2 separate regions of the Mus musculus genome follow, and region 1 is linked to region 2. A link is a contact called in public Hi-C data. All regions are on one chromosome and are shown on one strand. Each heading gives the region's core, a stretch centred on a gene start, on an enhancer-like site or on the middle of the called end of the contact. The rest is flanking DNA. Distances are from core to core; before and after follow the strand shown.

Region 1 (4,853 bases), core at 2,102-4,601, 360 kb before region 2:
CACTTGGTGATCTGCATGGACTGCTCAGCAGACACCATGACTAACCGCCTTCTTCAGAGAAGCCAGAGCAGCCAGCGGGGGGAGGACGGTGCCAAGAGCATTGCCAAGCGCCTGGAGGCCTACCACCGAGCGTCCATCCCCGTCGTCACCTACTACGAGAGGAAAACACAGCTACGGAAGGCAAGTGTCGCCTCCTTCACGTGAGCTGCTTCATCGTTCTTTCTCAGAAAGAGAGGAGGTAGAGGCGAGCCTTCTTGTGAGGGCTGCGGAAGCTGCAGGGAGTTGCAGGGTTGAGGCCAAAATACAGATTGTTTTCTTCCCTCACTATTGTCCCAGTCAAAGGTAGATGTATGAACATAAGGTGGGGGGTGACCATAGTGGTGTACAACTTCAATCCCAGCACTCAGGAGACAGAGTCCTCTGTGATTCTAAGGCCAGCCTTGTCTACATAGCAAGTTCCAGGCCAGCCAGGGATACAATGTAAGATCATGTCTTCTAAAAAAAAAAAAAAAAAAAAGTTATAAATCTGTTGTCAGATGGCTATAAAAACTTGGTCACTAATTTGAAACTGATGCCACTGTAGTTGCCGAAATCTTTTTTCAAGACAGTAGGCGCAGGGCCTAAAACGCAAGCCTCTATCTAATCCCAGCCAGTGGGGAGGCTGAAGTGGAGAGGTCTCATGTTCAAGGCCTGCCTGGACAGCTTAGTGAGCCTCTGTCTGAGGAGAAAGACCCTGAGGAGCTGGGGGTACAGTCCAGTGTAGGGCGCTCACCTAAAATGCATGAGGCCTGGATTCGGTTTCCAGTACTGGAAAAAGGAAAAATGGGGGCTTTGTGGGGCGAACAAACTGGAAAGAAAGTTCTGCCAGAAACTGTAGGTGGCTTCTAGACCTCTGCCAAACGGGATGATCCAAAAGGCAGGCCTCTTCTAGTCCCTAGATCTAATACCTCAACACTAGACTTAATATAGGTCATGAAAAATATAGGTCATAATTAGGTCATAAATTATAGGTCATAAATTGGCTCGTTTGTGCCAATTTCTTCCAATAACTGACTTAGGGAGAAGCAAGTGAGTTGGTGGGGCTATGAAAGTTATCTTGGGAGAAAGGCCTGGTACTCGGTGTCATACAACACAACCCACACTGCCACCATTAATCCTTGGGAAACCACCCAGGTTTCCATTCTTTTCCCTACTCTGTATCTTGTGTCTGGTCCATCCACTACGCTGGTGGCTAGACACAGTTCCAGCCCACAGAGCTTAGCAGGTTAGTGGGGAAGGTAGGAGGCAGTCTAAGGCAACAGCGTCTAGGGACATCATACGGTCTAGGGACCAAGAATCATACGGAGCAGTCAAAGGAGCACCCCCAGAGAGGAGGCCGGAAGTTCCGGAGGCTAGATCACTCACTTGTCTGTGACAATAAAACCTGGTGGAGAGGCATGCAAGAATACATCAAAGTGGAGCCAGCGTGCACAAGGGGGCTGAGGTAATCTGGGGCTTCCATCTGGAATTTACCCCACTGTCTTGTGGAGAAAAGATCCAGGGGGAGGAGGGGCCACTAAGAGGCTATGGGAGTCACCTGGGGCAAAGCTAAGGGAACGCAAGGACTGGTACAAGGGTACATACAGTCTTCTTCCTCCTCTTCCCGACGTGGCCGGCACCAGTCAGCCGCAACAACCTGCTTCCCCAGGCTACATTATCCATCCCTTAAATGACAGAGAGTGAATTCCCAACCCCCCAAACCTGCCCATGTTTGTTTGTTTGTTTGTTTGTTTCCCAGAATCCTAAACCCTTGGTTAAGAAAGGTCTATACCGTGCTTCCGACTATGACCCCTGGATGCTGAACTTTTTTTTATAGGGTTTCCTGTAATCACTTGTTATTTAAAAAGAAAACCAAACGACAAAACAAAACAAAAACCTCAAAGATTTATTATACCTTAAAAAATAAAATAAGCAGGCTGACAAAATATCTAAATGGGCAAAGGCAGCTGCTATCAAGCCTGGAGCCCTGAGCTCGGGTCCCAGGACCTACACAGACGACGAAGGGACCAACTCCCACAAGCTCGCTCCTCTTGACTTTGCGTACTGGCATGCATAAGATCAAAAGCAGTTAGTAGCCAGGTGTGGTGGCTCACGCCTTTAATCCCAGCACTGGGGAGGCAGAGGCAGGCGGATTTCTGAGTTCGAGGCCAGCCTGGTCTACAGAGTGAGTTCCAGGACAGCCAGGGCTACACACAGAAACCCTGTCTCGAAAAAAAAAAAAAAAAAAGTAGTTAGTAAACAAACATGACATCATCGAGTGTGCACATGGCTTACAACCTCAGGGCTGGGTAAGGGCCCAGGGCTCTTCCAGAGGTCAGCGGCTTGATTTCTAGCCCCCACGTGATGACTCACAACTGTCCGTTAACTCGAGTCCCTGGGGGTCTGACAGCCTCTTCTGTCCTCCAAGGACACTGCGTGCACACGGGGCACAGATACGTGCAAGCAGTGCAACTGTGCACATACAAATAAATAAATAAACAAGTAAATAAATAAGGAAATGAAAGAACGTCAGGCCTCCAAGAACCTTCATAACCTGCATCATCTTGGAAGCTTCCCATTTTGTGCCGCCTGGAACAACCAAGGAATCTGCTTCCGTCCTGAGACTGAGGAAAGCCAGATGTAATTTACAGTTTATCCCATTTGAGAATCAGGAAAAAAAAAGCCCTTCTCTCACTCTGGAATCATCTGAATCTAAACCTACAGACTCACCAATGAATGGCTCATTGACACTGAGCTAATAAGCTTTCCAGAGATATCCGACTTCTGTTATACTTACGGTACTCTGTCACTCTCCAAGAAATCGGTTCCCAGGCCTCTCTGGCTCATCTCTCAGGCATCCTTTTATTGGGGATGCTGGCAACTGGATCCACAGAGACGTGACATTTACAATCTACTTTGTTAGTGCTGAAAACGGACACCAGAGAACCACGGGGAGAGAGCCCTAGTAGCTCGGTTGCACCGCCTTGCCAGGTCCACTGTACATACACTCCACTCCACGCCTACATGTATGTGTGACAGAGAAGCAATGCACAGCTTCTGCTTCCATCTCAGCAAGCAGAGGGAGGAGCCACTCAGCCGGCTTCTCCCTCCATCGGTTCTCCAGGCAGCTGCCATCATCTTCAAGCTCCCCTCCCCAGGCTGTAGCAGCCTCCGCGGATAGGAGAGCCCCACAGATAGGTGAACTAGCCCAGGGGAGGGAAGACTTGCCTACTGTGGGCGAATTTACTACTAAGTAAGTAGCTGGACATGAAGCACTTGGGGGTGAAACGTGCCAACACTGACGGAATATTGCTGGACACACTGCTCTGGGTGTTGGAAAGTCCCAGGCCAGACTTGTGACCCTCGGTGAGTCACCTTGTTTAAAACCCTTTCTGATATAAAGTAGAGCTGACAGTGGCCCCTGGAATTCCTCCAGTCTATTTCTGTAGTGTTCTTCAGGCGGGGGGCTTTCCCACTAGTTTTAAAGGAATACATGCTTAGTCTTGAAAGTATACAAGACCCACTTCTGAGTCCCACCACCCACCCAGAGCGATCACTCAGGCACCCAGCCTGGACAGTGCGGCAGACACTGTTGCCACACGACTCCTAGCTGGCCTATGCAGACAGTACAGGAGGCTGTGGTGCTGACTCTAACCCTAGTCCACTGTCACAGCTCGGTTGGTTCCAAAAGCCCACATTGCCAAGACACAAAAACCAAAGCTGCAGCTCAGAAAGCTACCAGCTTCAGGACTCCAGACGAAAGCAAAGAGAAAGAAGAAAGGAAACGAGCAGCCACTGGGCCCCAGTGCCAGTTCCGTATGCTCGCTTATGGGATTTAAAACAACAGCAAGAAATTTAACTTTATACTCACCGGGGAAATTCCTCCCTACAGCTTCCTATCAAGTTTCAGACCCAGGATGGCAGATCCTTCAGAAGCAAATCCACTCACCAGGTTTTCTACCAAACACACGAAGACATCTCAGTTTGACTAGAGAGTCAGCACTGGAGTTTTTGGGGTGAAGTAAATCATGAAACTCATTTTGACTAAGAAGCCGCTGAGGTAACAGGACAGCTTACACGCGGTAGAGGCTGGCCCGAGCTCACAACTGCTCCAAGAGAGTCTCGTTCTCACCCTGCTAGTCCCATGAACTCTCTTCTGCTCTCAGAGGACGTGGAACTCGGGCATCTTGTTAGCTAACCGTTCTAAACGTGCTAATACTACAAGCTCCAAAAACGGATGTGAGCATTGGACAAGCATGCTCGGTGTGGTGACACATGCCTGTAGGCCCAGCACCCAGGAAGTGTGGTTCAAAGCCAGCCTGGGATGTAGAGCAAGCTCAAGGCCAATTTGGGCTCCACAACTCCTTGTCTCAAAACAAAACAAAGTACCCCACAAAACTTAGCTCTGTGTAAAGTGGTTCTGTCTGGTTCCTTTGCAGCTATAAACAATGATAAAAGAATCACTTAATTTTCTTTTAAAATTCTCCATGGGAACTGAGATGAACAGAGTATCTCTGGGACAGAGGGAAGTGCTGAGGAGCCTGTGAAGAACCAGAGGAGAAATTCAGAGGAGACTGGGGGTTCTGGGTCAACCCTGTTCCTCTAGCTTCCTTTGCTCTATAAGACTCCACTTCTGAAATCTATCCTATTTTACCTGCCTGCTGCCAGAAAACGAGGCTGACTATGTGCCTATAGAAAACAAGGCTGACTGCGCGCCTATAGACTCTCCTCTCTCCACTGCTTCTCTGGCCTCCTGAGGATGGAGAGCTGCTAGTGAGTTTCCCTTTCATGCCAGCAAAACGGCGAGTTTCCACCAGGAAAGCCAACGGTGTCGC
Region 2 (5,190 bases), core at 1,618-4,117:
CTTATCTACTGCTACTCCCAATTGAAGGGAGCCATTATATGGCTTTATTTGAGAGGGGTGAAAATATATGCGAATGAAGACAAAGAGACAGAGACAGAGGGAGAGAGGCCTGTGCTTCTGATGTTTGGAGTGAACTTTTTGAACTTATGAAGAAGGACCTTCGCATGTTTCCCATTTTCAGAAAGAGTGTGAATGGCTTTGTTCTGGAGGGAGTGAAGAGCCTCCCTCCCCCCCTCCCCACCTCCTTCCCTCCCTCCATTTCTGCCTCCCTCCCTCCTTCCCACTCCCAGTCACCCTTCACCCTCTCTCAACCATTGGGCAGCCACAGCAGTCTGCTAGTAGGTGTAGGCTGCCCGGCCCAGAGTCCTCCATGCATTCGCTCTGTGGGAGCCTGCTCAGCCCTGTAGACAACATTCTGCTTACAGATAAGGATTTTACTCCTCAAGCTGTAGCTGCAAGCTCCGAGGATGCTGGCTTAGTTGAGAGTCTACAGTCCATGCTTTTAATCACTGCCTGTGGGCCATGGTGCACATTGACCAAAGGGCGATTGCTGTACAGGGTAAACCATTAGCCACGGCCATTAGAACATGACTGTAAGCTATGACGTTGTGTGAAAACCAAGTGTACCATGGGGGCCGTCAGATCTCAGTGGAAAGTCCCCATAGATGTCCCAAAAGGTCAGGGCAGTTGGGCTTGGTGGCTCATGTCTGTAATCACAGTACTCAAGAGGCCAAGGCAGGAAGATCATTGGAGTTTGAAGCAGGCCTGTGCTATATAATGAATTCCAGCAGCTCACCCTGAGCTGGTAAGTAAGAAGAAAAGAGAAAGAAAAGGAAAAAGAAAAAAATATGGTTAAAGGGCCAGATCATATTTTTGAGGAGTTAGAAAAAATGAAATGAGCCCATACATTCAGCTGAAATTTAATGAGAAACATATTTTAAAAATTACATCAGTTTTGAACCGTAAGAGATTAATTTCTTTTTTTCTATGTTACTAAAATACTGATTTTTTTTTCTCTTTCACTTTCTTTATAAATGGCTTCCAGCCATCTAGGATGTAACCCTTCTCTATGGTCTCTTGTGTGCTCGTAAGATTTTGTTTTGCCTTTCCTCCTGACTTCTGAAACTTAAACAGAAGTTCTAGGTGGATCCCAGGGTCTCAGGTGTGCCAGGCACAGGCTCTGAGCTATGCCTCACTCCCTGGACTCTCTTGACCGCTCAGGTAGCGTTCAGTCCCTTTGTGCCTACTGTTTGCTGAGATCCTGTTCTTTGCCCCTGCCCTCAAGTGTGGCATCATACTCCAGGCTAAGTCCTTCGTGGCATGAAGAACCGGGAGAGTGCCACTTCCTCTTGCTACTGAGGAGCCAAGCCACGTTGCTAATGCTTGTCCTGAGACACAACAGGCTTTCGAATCAGTTTTGTCTACACTGATTTCCCTGGGATTCACATCCTGGCTTTGGAGTGGGACTGGAGACGAACGCTTTTCTTCCTACCAGACAGCTAAGATTGAGTTTGTAGGCTTGCTAAAAATGCCAGCTGATCGTCACTAAAGCAATTCACGTCTGTATGAATGCTGCACTTTAATTTGAGACATAAAAATGTACATTATAGCTGGGCGTGGTGGCGCACGCCTTTAATCCCAGCACTTAGGAGGCAGAGGCAGGCGGATTTCTGAGTTCGAGGCCAGCCTGGTCTACAAAGTGAGTTCCAGGACAGCCAGGGCTATACAGAGAAACCCTGTCTTGAAAAACCAAAAATAAATAAATAAATAAATAAATAAATAAATAAAGTACATTATTTTACAATTCTCGACCTAAAAGGGCTTTTATTCATCATCAGTATCATCATTATTTGTTTTCACTCATCATTAGTCATTATTAGTGTGTATGTTGTATGCAAGGCACATTTATGGAGGGCAGAGGATGTGTTTATTTTGATCCTGTGGATGGGACTCAGGTTACTAGGCTCATGTGGCAAGCATCTTTGTCCTTTAGCTCCTAAAAGGCCTTTTCTTTTCTTTTCACACAAACCAGAATGTGTGAAATCTTCCCTCCCCAGCTTGCTTCATTCCTTCCTTCAGGTCTCATGTAGCCAGGGTTGGCCTTGAACTCAGATCTTCCTGCCTCTGGCTCCTGAGTGTAACTGCCACCACACCTAACTGGACTTCTTTCTTATATAATCACAACGTTAAGGAACACATGTGAGTTCTTTCATTAAAAAGAAGAGCCTGGTTTGTGAAATGACCATGACTGTAATACTTTTTCCAATCTCCTAGGGCCACCCACTTGCCTTCGTTTTTTTTTTTTTCTTCAACTCTTACAAAGTTGCTCCAAAGCACTTAACCTAATTTTTTGGGTAATTATAGCTCCCCGTGTCATCAGCTCGTGTTCTTTAAAATTAAATCACATAATTAGAGTGACAGACATCACAGCTATGAGAAGGTTTGGGAGAAACACAGCTGTCTCTCGGTGACACTCGGTTCACTGCAGAGGCAGCCAGCAGTGATGGGGTGTTCTATGTTCTCAGTGATGGTGGCAGGCAGCTATCCAATGAGAGAGGAGAATCCTTATGTGTGAGTGTAGTGGCCTTACAGGTTGAGGCTGGCTACAGATCTACAGTCTGAACCATGTCCCCTCCTAACTCATCCCCAGAGAAGCCTGTGTCTACCCATTTCTGTGCACTGATGGATTTAGGGCCTGGGTCTGCCTGTCCAGACATGCAGAGGTAGGCTATACTCCAAGTTCGGCCAGACTATCAACGTTCAGAATCTTTAAACATTCCCCAAACATTAACCCTGTCTTCTCCTACACCAGCCTCGCGATGAGAGCCGGATCATCCTGCCTGTTTTCATGTAGGAACAAGTTGACCTGCCCCCGAAACCTCCTCAAATCTTGGAAAAAGCCAGGCTGGGTGACGCCAGTCTGGAGGCTGTCAGAAAGCAGAGCTTAACTTCTGCTTTAGTGCCATCAAGTGGTGGGCTTGGAAGTGACACTCTCTGAGAAGAAGCTGGCTGTCATAAAAACAAATGCTACCAATAAGGAGATTTTGGGGCAGTGACTCTTCGTGACACTCAGTGATGGGCGCAGGCCCTAAGCAGCTAGGGTACCAAGAGTGAGCCCAAGTGTCCGCACGGACTGTGATAGAGACGGTCAGCGTGAGCTCTCCGCTCTGGTTGGGGAGGTGCCGATCTGCGGCGGCGGTCTGTGGGGCGTATATGGGCAAACTGCGTCACAGACGACTGTGAGCCTCCATGTGGTTGCTGGGAATTGAACTCAGGACCTCTGGAAGAGCGGTCAGTGCTCTTAACCGCTGAGCCATCTCTCCAGCCCGTAATTTCCCTTCTAGACTCTGCTGTTGTGGAGAGGAGTGTTGCGGAGACTTGTCCTAGCTTCGTTTCTGTTGCTGTGATAAAATATCCTGGCAGAAAGTGGAGAATGCATTTATTTTAGCTCACAGTTCATGGCTACAGTCTATCATAGCAGGGCAGTGATGGAGACAGGAAATTAGTTCATTTCTCATCTACACTCAATGTGGAAATGCTTATCACCCAGCTCAGGTTCTCGCACTTACATAACCCTGGACTCGAGCTCAGGGACTGGTGCTGCACGCTTTCTGGCTGGGTCTTCTCAGGTCAGTTAACATGTCTACGGGGCCAATCTGCTCTACACAGTCTCTCACTGAGATGGTATCAAATTGACAAGCCACCTCTCACAGATATCCTCTGTAGAGGTGGGCTGATTTCACAGAGGGCTGGACATGCCTTTTAGAAGCTACACACTCCAGCACTAGGGTCCTTCGCTTTGTAAACATGAGGTGCCTACTATTTGTTCAATGACTGCGGAACTGGTTCATTTTCTAGGAGTAGATTGTGTTCACGAGCCTTTAAGCAACAGTGGTTGAAGCATATGCTAATATACACTCGATTAGACACATGTATGTAATACTAGAATAAAACACATGTGTGTTGATTGAGCAGTTCACTGTCTGCTCTGTAGGAAATTTTGTTTTAGAAACAAAGAATGCTGGGTAGATGGCAGGGGGACACTGCGGTGGCGCTGGTGTGTGTGCTGTGTGCTGTTTGTGGCAGAATGAAGTGGAGAGATGTGGGCATGTGTGTGCTGTGTGTTTCCCAGCTCTGTTGGGACGTGGCAAACTTGAGTGTGGCATGTGCACTCATGTGTGTGTTTTGTTCACTTACTGGTACCATACAACTAAGCCTGACTTCCCTGCTTTACGAATGTGACCCTGGGCTGGGAACACTCCCACTGCTGGCCAGTGCCGATGACAGACTGACCTATTCTTTCTCACCGGACACTGTTTTTGAAACTGTGCTCTGAGCAGCTGAGAGTCCTCTCTTCCCCAGGGACATGTAGTAACTGGCAAGGCCGGGGCTGTGAGCTGAGTTTGTAGGTGCAGCCTCACTGTTCTGGAAAGATGCTCAGTCACTGACCAACCTCTGGGCATCATCTCAACACCATTTATGGCATCCTTCCTTCTCGGGTAGGCTGTCTATTCATCCTATGGTAACTTTCAGAGGAGAACTTGGACTTTGGAGATTCTGACCCTAAATTTGGGTTAAAATGAATGTGTGAGATTCTTGATCACACTGACCTAGATACCCAGAAAGAAAACAGAACTTGGCAGAAGATGCACACCGGTCTAGGGCTCTTATCAAGAGCACACCTGCGTGCACCTCTGACGTCTGCACAGACCTCTCTGCTGCTCGAATTCAGCAGTACGTTCTGCAGGTCCTCACTGACTGACTGCAGGCTCAGCTGCTTTCTGGGTGGTCGAGCCCCTGCTACTCTGCCCTAAGCTGCAGCTGCAGAGGGAAAGCAGCCAAAGGGACTTGAACACGTTTGCAGAGGTTATGGGTTGGTAGCCTGTACTTATTTAGATCCTGATTTCTTTTTATTTTTGTCAGTGTGCTATTTTTAAAGGATTGGGCTTAATGGCTTAAATTGAAAAAAGAATCAGGAAATTCACACAAACCTCTGAGTATCCAGTTTCTTTGCCAACAGTGAGTCTGGCTAAGCAGGGCCTTTGTTCCCACAGGGCATGTGTTATTGGAGAGGTCTAGATGGGGCACACCCCTTCCAATTACTCGACCTCCCCTCTCCCTGGGTTGTGTTCCTGCTTAGGATTAATGCCTTGGAAAACCACACTTACTGCATTGCAAAAGAAAAACCAA

What was found. Hi-C and Micro-C count contacts between places; a contact is called where the count stands out from the background.
Region 1: a contact with region 2 is called in a Hi-C map of muscle stem cells, with 3 times the contacts expected there. The contact joins two enhancer-like sites. A contact is called at or near these places in 18 of 484 Hi-C or Micro-C datasets (the Ba/F3 cell line, the G1E-ER4 cell line, the N1E-115 cell line and 7 more), 2 of 115 datasets of contacts at active chromatin or transcription factors (bone marrow-derived dendritic cells and bone marrow-derived macrophages) and 3 of 9 other capture datasets (adipose tissue, embryonic stem cells and pancreatic islet).

The regions. Positions count from the first base shown.
Region 1 is chr3:152,468,084-152,472,936 of GRCm38.p6, reverse strand. It overlaps Ak5 (adenylate kinase 5), which reads left to right. Exons shown (of 14, transcript NM_001081277.2): 13 at 1-180. Among named protein-coding and RNA genes, the nearest start is that of 3110067G11Rik, 19 kb to the left of the region's middle. Within about 2 kb of position 3,351, at least 76 of the 459 cell types and tissues checked have an H3K27ac peak or open chromatin away from gene starts, as enhancers often do. A contact at or near this core is called in the N1E-115 cell line and muscle stem cells, where this site is marked.
Region 2 is chr3:152,109,013-152,114,202 of GRCm38.p6, reverse strand. All of the region lies in intron 3 of Gipc2 (GIPC PDZ domain containing family, member 2), which reads left to right. Among named protein-coding and RNA genes, the nearest start is that of Gm40179, 4.5 kb to the right of the region's middle. Within about 2 kb of position 2,867, at least 80 of the 459 cell types and tissues checked have an H3K27ac peak or open chromatin away from gene starts, as enhancers often do. A contact at or near this core is called in the N1E-115 cell line and muscle stem cells, where this site is marked.